2 separate regions of the Cricetulus griseus genome follow, and region 2 is linked to region 1. Evidence: chromatin contacts called from public Hi-C data. All regions are on one chromosome and are shown on one strand. The core of a region is the stretch at or near the end of the contact, and the rest is flanking DNA. Distances in the headings are between cores, read along the strand shown. Region 1 has its middle 54 kb from the start of Phldb2. Region 2 holds the start of Phldb2 (pleckstrin homology-like domain family B member 2).

The links. A called contact is a pair of places that touch in the nucleus more often than the background predicts.
Region 2: a Hi-C map of fibroblasts shows a contact between it and region 1, with 1.9 times the contacts expected there. The contact joins the promoter of Phldb2 here to the enhancer-like site in region 1. A contact is called at or near these places in 2 of 8 Hi-C or Micro-C datasets (the CHO-K1 cell line and fibroblasts).

What each region holds. Positions count from the first base shown.
Region 1 is chr4:44,703,287-44,706,930 of CriGri-PICRH-1.0, reverse strand. No RefSeq gene overlaps it. Among named protein-coding and RNA genes, the nearest start is that of Phldb2, 54 kb to the left of the region's middle. Within about 2 kb of position 1,945, at least 3 of the 6 cell types and tissues checked have open chromatin away from gene starts, as enhancers often do. A contact at or near this core is called in the CHO-K1 cell line and fibroblasts, where this site is marked.
Region 2 is chr4:44,757,087-44,760,730 of CriGri-PICRH-1.0, reverse strand. Phldb2 (pleckstrin homology-like domain family B member 2) reads right to left here and starts at 2,013. Exons shown (of 20, transcript XM_035444527.1): 1 at 1,995-2,013. It overlaps LOC103160595 (a long non-coding RNA gene), which reads left to right and starts at 1,959. Exons shown (of 3, transcript XR_003484828.2): 1 at 1,959-2,515; 2 at 2,672-2,878; 3 at 3,550-3,644.

The sequences.
Region 1 (3,644 bases), core at 696-3,195:
CCCCATCCTGGAACACAAATTTCCCATCTCACTCACTCAGTGTTTGGTCAGTGTGAATAGTCTTTGTTTGAAGTGCCAGAGTGATAGTGATGCACCAGGGAGGCTTTCTTGGGGTTTTCAGCAAATCATCAGACACATCAAATCCCATCTCATTCTATTCTTTCTGTCAATCTATTGATCTATCTACTTTTCATGTTGGCTGAACCTGTGCCTCACACATGCTAGGTAAGTACTATATACTTCAGGGATTTATTCCCAGCCCTGCCTTAGACTTTTTTAAAAACATAACAGAATTTCAAGTGCTCAGGACTAAACTGTTAACTATAACCACACTGTCTTCCCTTGTCTAACAAGGAACCTTTATCATCTACCTGAGGCAATGTTTAGACCCCTGCTTTTGGACACTTTCTTTGATTACATCATCACTGTGGTCCTCAAGCCTTTGTAGTTGACTCGGCCAAAAAATTCAGTTCACAGTGACTCTTCCTTTGTCCGTGTTATCTCATTGACCTGAATTTCATCCAACTCTATCACCAATAGACAGCAGAGCTGTCGATCTGACAAAGCATGCCTTAGAAATAGGGAAGGGAGATCTCCTTCAGGTATTTCAGGGATAAAAACCTGACATATATAGTTATAAGTTGGCATTAAAGGAAGAGCACTCATCTTAAAAAAATAAAAAGAGGAGCCTATGGAGTGTGGATGTCTATGGTAAAAGTGGGCAAGGATGGCCTGTGTGGCTCGGAAGAGGCCAGTGGCTGAATTCAGGCAGCCTCTTTAGAATTATTGACATGCCGCAAAACCACAGGCTCGGAGACAACATTTTCACAGGGAAGAGGTTGAGCACAGGTCACCCCCAGGCAGAGGAAAATATTTATTTTACTATTTAAAGTTGTTTTCCTTTCTTTAAACAAACTTTCCTTCAATTCCATAGTAGAACTTTCTTCTGGCACTTGTAGTTATGTGGACCGATGAGAGATTTTCCCAGGGATGTACATATCACTCAAGTCTCCTGATCATTTCATCGGGTAACAGCTCATGTCATGTACCATTTTATAATAAAATAGTTGGCCAGTTAATAAATTAACTAGCACTGTGTTAACTAGCACCTTATCTGTACTGACTAATGATTTATCAATATAGCAATTCCTTGATTAGATAGCTATTAGGTCATTCTACAAAGTATAGAGTGAGGCCTTCTATTTCCTAAGAAGTATAGCTTAAAGATACAACTCAAACAAAATATGTTATTTACATCTATGTACCAATGATTTCAATAAAGAATGAAATGATCATTTTATGAGATATGCTTTTCCTTTTTTAAGCACCAGCAATAAAGTTAACAACAGAACCCTGAGTAATTTATTATTTTATTAGTCACAAAATTGCAACATTGTAGTAACTGGAAAATTCCTTAGATTCATAAGATAAACTATTTGTTTTATAAACTGATGACCAAGGGGGACAGGAGACTTGAGGCTTGTCTAGGTTTCATAGGTAAGCAGAGAGTTAAGTTAGAGGAACAGACTGTGTCATCTTGCAGTTCATACTCAAGAGAAACACACCCACCACTGCAGACCATGTATTTAAACACCTCACTCTGACTGTTGGCTGATGAGGCATCAGAAGACCTGAAGGTGGAGGACCGCCTCCTTCCAAATGGAAACCATCTCTGTCACTCACAAGGAGTCTTCCTGCATGATCACACCATCATCTAACTGTTAGAAAAAAACGAGCATGTCATGACATGTCTGGGTTCTGCAGTTTGTGTCTTCCTAAGATGTCACAAGTCCTGTACCATGAGGACAATCTAGTCTATGACTGAGAGACCATTGCCTAGAACCTCCCAGACAAACCATGTTTTAATTCAGTCCTGGGCTCTGTGCAGTGGTCATACATACATTACTAAAACTAAGAGAAGCTTTGAAATCCTCCTTACCCAGTAACCTTCTCTAATGAGTGAACTGGAATTTCTGGACTCAGGCCCAGGCATGGGTCATTTTTAAACACTCCCTAGCTGACTGAATGTTCAGTCATGTCATAGCTGAGAACCATGAGTGAGACATAAAATTAGGCAATAACTAAACAGGACAAAACAAAACCCCCAACCAAACAAACTGACAAAACCAAAACCAAAGCAAACAAGTAAACAAACAAACCCCCAAATCCAAACCCAGAAAAAGATAAAAGAAAGAAAAGAAAAAAAGTGTAGTTACTCTAGCAAGGAAATAGAGCAGTGTTCAGCTAACTGCATTCGGTAAATCACCCCCTACAGTGTATCTCTGAGACACATTCTTCTTTTAAAATTTAATGGAGTCAATGTTTGAAGTCTATTCTCCAGTTACTACATCCTCTCCTTATGTTATTTATCTCAACAAAACGTGTGCTAAATGACTGCCTAGCCAACAGAAACTCATTCACTGATGATGGGGAATAACCATTTCTAAAGTGTGTCTAACCCTGTGTCATGTACTCATATATTAATTTATTCTTCACATCAGAGCTATGCATTGGGCATTGTTATCCTCATAGTATCTGAAGAGAACTGAACTCCAAAAACTTTTAGTTGGCTGCCTAGACTATACAGCTAGTGATTGCAGCACCTCTGATGCTGGTGTGGTATCAGATGCAGCGTGGTATCTCTGCATTGGTTCTCAGTGTCCTCAGAGTGTGGGGATATTATGGACTAGTACCTTAGTGAGGACCTCCAATGTACTCTTTTCACTGGACTTACCAAGTCCCTCACCATTCTAACTTAGGTTTTCTTCATCTTAAGAACTCAAAAAGGAGAGAAAAGATCAAAGGAGAAACAAAAAGTTATTTGTCATATTTTTATGGCATCTCTAGAAAAGACAAAATTATAGGGAATGTGTTGGCAGTTGTTCGGGGTTGGGAGTGGGAGAGGAATTAGCTGCTACAAGGCATGAAGGAAAGAATTTCCTGGAACATTCTGAACTGGATTTGGGGAATAGGCATATATATATATATATAATATATATATATATATATATATATATATATATATAACACTGTTGGTCAATAGAGAAGCAAGATAGGCAGGATTAGGAGACAAGGACGATTCTGGCAAGTGTAGTAGAAAGAGGTCACCATATGATCCCAAGAGGAGAGGATGCATGAGTCTGTCGTTCTTGGTAAGATAAGACCATGTAGAAATACATATATTTGTAGTTATGGGTTAATACTTAAGAGCAAGCTAGCCTATAAGAAATCCTAGTCAGCCGGGCATTGGTGGCGCACGCCTTTAATCCCAGCACTCGGGAGGCAGAGGCAGGTGGATCTTTGTGAGTTCGAGACCAGCCTGGTCTACAAGAGCTAGTTCCAGGACAGCGTCCAAAGCCACAGAGAAACCCTGTCTCGGGAAAAAAAAAAGAAAAGAAAAAGAAATCCTAGTCACTGGCCAACAGATTGCAATTAATATAGTGTTTTGTGTGTTATTTGAGGGCTCTGTGAAGGCTTCGGAACAGGGCAGGAATCCCGCATAATTCAACAAAATCAAATATCTGTCTACATATGTAAAGAGAATATGTCAATAAGTAGAGAGTCTCTGAATTTTATGGTTCAACATAATGTTTCAATGTTATAATGACATGAGAATGTATTCATACAACCATCCTTATGTTTGC
Region 2 (3,644 bases), core at 764-3,263, 54 kb before region 1:
TTCTCACCCCAAAAGAACAGCAGCTGCCAGCTGCAGAGAACCAGCCTGAAAATTGACAATGATGACGGCTCTTAACCAAACATCTCATTTTGCCGTTTGTGAGAGAGCTAGGATTTGCAAACTTCCCTGCCTCAGGAGTAAAAGCTACATTAACTGAAAGCAAAAACTCAACTCTCCTCCCTTTGTCAAAGTTTGGAGACCCTGTACCGAGTTTCTTAATTATGCGTTATGTTTAAGTTACACAATGAATTTATCAGGAAAAATAAATAAATAAAAACCTTTTAAACAACTAAGTCCGAGATAGGAAAAGGGAACCTCGAAAGATACAACTGCTACTTTTCAGAGAATCTTAGCTCTTTATTCAAATAAATATTTACACAATTGAAGCCAACGGCACCAGGCATATTCTGTTAAAATAGTGGGCTACTCTCAAGGTTTATTTATCCCAAATCCAACTACTCTGTTGCTATCCTACCAGGAACAAAGAATTCAAGTGATCCAAGGGCAAAAGTTTAACCCTGTGGAACTGTGAACCATATTTGGAGGCTCCCAGCTAAATTCAAACGTTTGAAGCCCAAAGAAAAAAATCTCAAACGTCCAAATTAAGCCCACGTTGGGAGCCTAGTTACAAGCATCATAGTTGAAAATTTACATCTGTAACTTACACATTCATATTCTGGAAGGAAATGCGGCTGGCAGATATTTATACTAACGGACTCCACATTTTATGTCTCTTCTAGACCCCTCACAGCTGCGCCGGGCTGTGACTAGTTGTGCATCCCAAAGCTCGAGTTATTTCAGAACCACAAAAGGAAGACTTCCAGGGAAGAGGGCTGGGCCGAGCTAAAGGATTTCCAGCCCTAGCCGGTCCACATAAAAGGCTGCAGGAGTCTTCCCTCTTTTAAGTGAGAAAGGTAAAAGAGGAACCGCTGGAAGGAGGTTGGAATTGTAAAGCTTTTCCAAACAGGAAATCCCAATCCGGGAAGGGACAGCCCGTCAGCCTTTTAATTTCCTGGTGGTGGCGGGAGTTAGCCAGGTCCTTGGGGCTTCAAGTGCTGATAGCTGGGGCAAAGTTACTGAGCGCACCAAGAACAGTTCAACTGCTCCTCGCAGTGTAGGGAGCTTGTGAAACAGGGTCGAAAGGATCCCATGATTTGGAGCTGCCATCACTAAGGGCGAAGGGAACACTATACCATCTACGTTTAGGGAAACTATAGCTGAATCGCAATCAAGGACTCCTGGTGAGAATCTGGGTCCGGAGGCTCACCCTGCAGCCTCACTCTGGAAACAAAGTACATCTAGAAGCCTAATTCAAAAAGATCCTCTCGGAACCCCATATTCCTCAGGATCCAGCTGTGGACCTTCTCTTTTCCTGGGGTCTAGATCTCTGCTTAAGCAAGTTTCCGCGAAAGTTGCCTTAGAGACCCTTAATTAAATCCTGCCTTTTCGCCTCAACCACTCTAGAGGCGTCACCGTACTGAGCACCCCTTCCCCACGAGCCCTCTACCCGACATCGTCATGCATAAGGAGGGCAGAGTATCCTAGGGTGGTACGGTTCGGGCTCTCCAGACCCCTGCCCAGGCTTTTGTCCCTACAGCCTGCAAGGGACGCAAAGAAAACCTGCGCCCAAGGCGCCCACTCACCAGCTCATCTTTCTCTGTAGTCGCAGCTTTCTTCACAGGTCCCGCTGCCCTTGGGCCTGGCCCTCGCTCCCGCCCTCCTTCCCTGCGGTCCTAGTCCGGGTTCCCGCAGCCACCGCAGCCGCCGCAGCCGCCACAGCCTTGCAGCCAGCCAGTCCCTGAGGCCGCGCACCGCGCACTCTGGGCGCCCCTCCCGGTGGGGGCGGCCACCGCCTCCTCTCCGCCCCCGACCTCCCCAGCGCGACCGGCGGCTACCAACTCGAGTGCGGGGGACGCTGTGTCCCCAGGCAGCCGCCAGGGTTCGCAAAAGCAGCTCAGTCCGCTCCTCCAGGACCACGGTAGCCCTCTACTCACCTAGGGTGACGAGGCGGCTGGGTGCCCGTGGCCACCTAAGGCAGACACACCGCTTTGCTCCGTGCCACACTCAGCGGCGCCCCTCGGACCACGATGGTGGACTCCACCAAGCTCGGTCCCTGGTCCCGACCCCCTCCCGAATCACAGCAGCGGGTCCTTGGAGTTCCAGCTGTGAAGTCAGGGCGCCTTCCGGCTCCTAGGCAGCTAAGTTGCTCCTGCTTTTAGTGCTGCTGAAGTGCCTGGCTACTCATCACCCTGCCCCACCTTCTCAAAGCTGTGTTCGCAGCAATGTAGTAGAAACCTTTGTGACTGGATTTTTCTTTTCTTTTCTTTTTTTAAAAGAAGGTGGAAATGGGACAGGAGAACACACGTCCTCGGGTGGAGGTTTCTTCCCCATGATGAAGTTTCTGCTCTGGGAAACTCCAGGGGACCGCACCTCTGCCACACACTGTTCTCCCCGGGGCAGGTTTACCTGATGCGTCAGGAAAGCAGTTGTGCCAAACAGCAGGGCGACGCCTGGGGTAAGGGCAGGAATGAGAAGACTTTAAAACTCTGTGACACCGATTTCCTTGGAATGGTGTCTCATAAACGGTTCGATGTTTTCCATAAATTTAACATAACCAGTGAAAACTATACTAATGTGGACTTTTTTCACTATTGCTTCCTTGGGAGGCTAGGAAATGGACTGGGGAGGACGACCCACAGTCCATCTTGACACGCCCAGATGGGATTGCCTGCAAAGTTCTGGCCCAGTGGGGTTACAGTGATGAAAGACAACAACCCTGGAGGAACGCACAGCATAAGGAAAGCGCAAGGACCAGCAAGCTCTTTAATTAATAGCAACGTAGCCTGGGACAGTTGCTACCAGCAAGGATGTCTCTAAGGTTGGTACAACAGAGGTACCGGTGGTGCTGGTGCACAGCAAGGCAGCCTCTGCTTCATCTATGCAAAATGCCTGGAGCTGTGAGTAAACTCATGTAACAAAATGCTTATTTAAAATGTTGCATTTGTGTAAGTAAAAGTCTGACTTTTAAAATTAAATATATTTTACTATGTATATGTATGTGTGTTTTTGTGCCTGTATGTGCACGTGAATGGAGGGGGGCGGGGCAGAAACAACGTGGGTTTTCACAGCCAAACTTGATCCTCTACAAGAGTGGTACAGCTCTTAGCAGATTAACAACCTTGCCAGCCCCTAAAGTTTGACTTGTAATTTCTGCTGTAGCCATTCCTATAAAAAATGGTTTGCATTTTTGAGTGTTCTCCGCCCACTACCCCGGTAGGATTTGCACCACAATAATAAATTCACGAGTTACACACTGTCCTTCCCCTCATCTCCATCAACTTCAAATCCCTTACCAAATCTCAATAAAAATAAAGACATTCTTGATTCTGCTTACCTTCCAATTATATTACTGCTTAAGTATAACAAAACACCTTCAAGAAATGAGAAACGCTGTCTCCACTTTCTGCCTTATCACACTCCAGTCAGAAGTTGCCTTTATTGTGTCCCCTTGAGCTTGAACCACTCAAATGAAAGATTGCTCCTTCACAGGTATGGTGGAACATGACAATAATCCCAGCGCTTGAGAAGCTGATGCAAGAGGATCAAGAATTCCAGGCAAGCTTGGGCCTCATAACAAGTTGGGA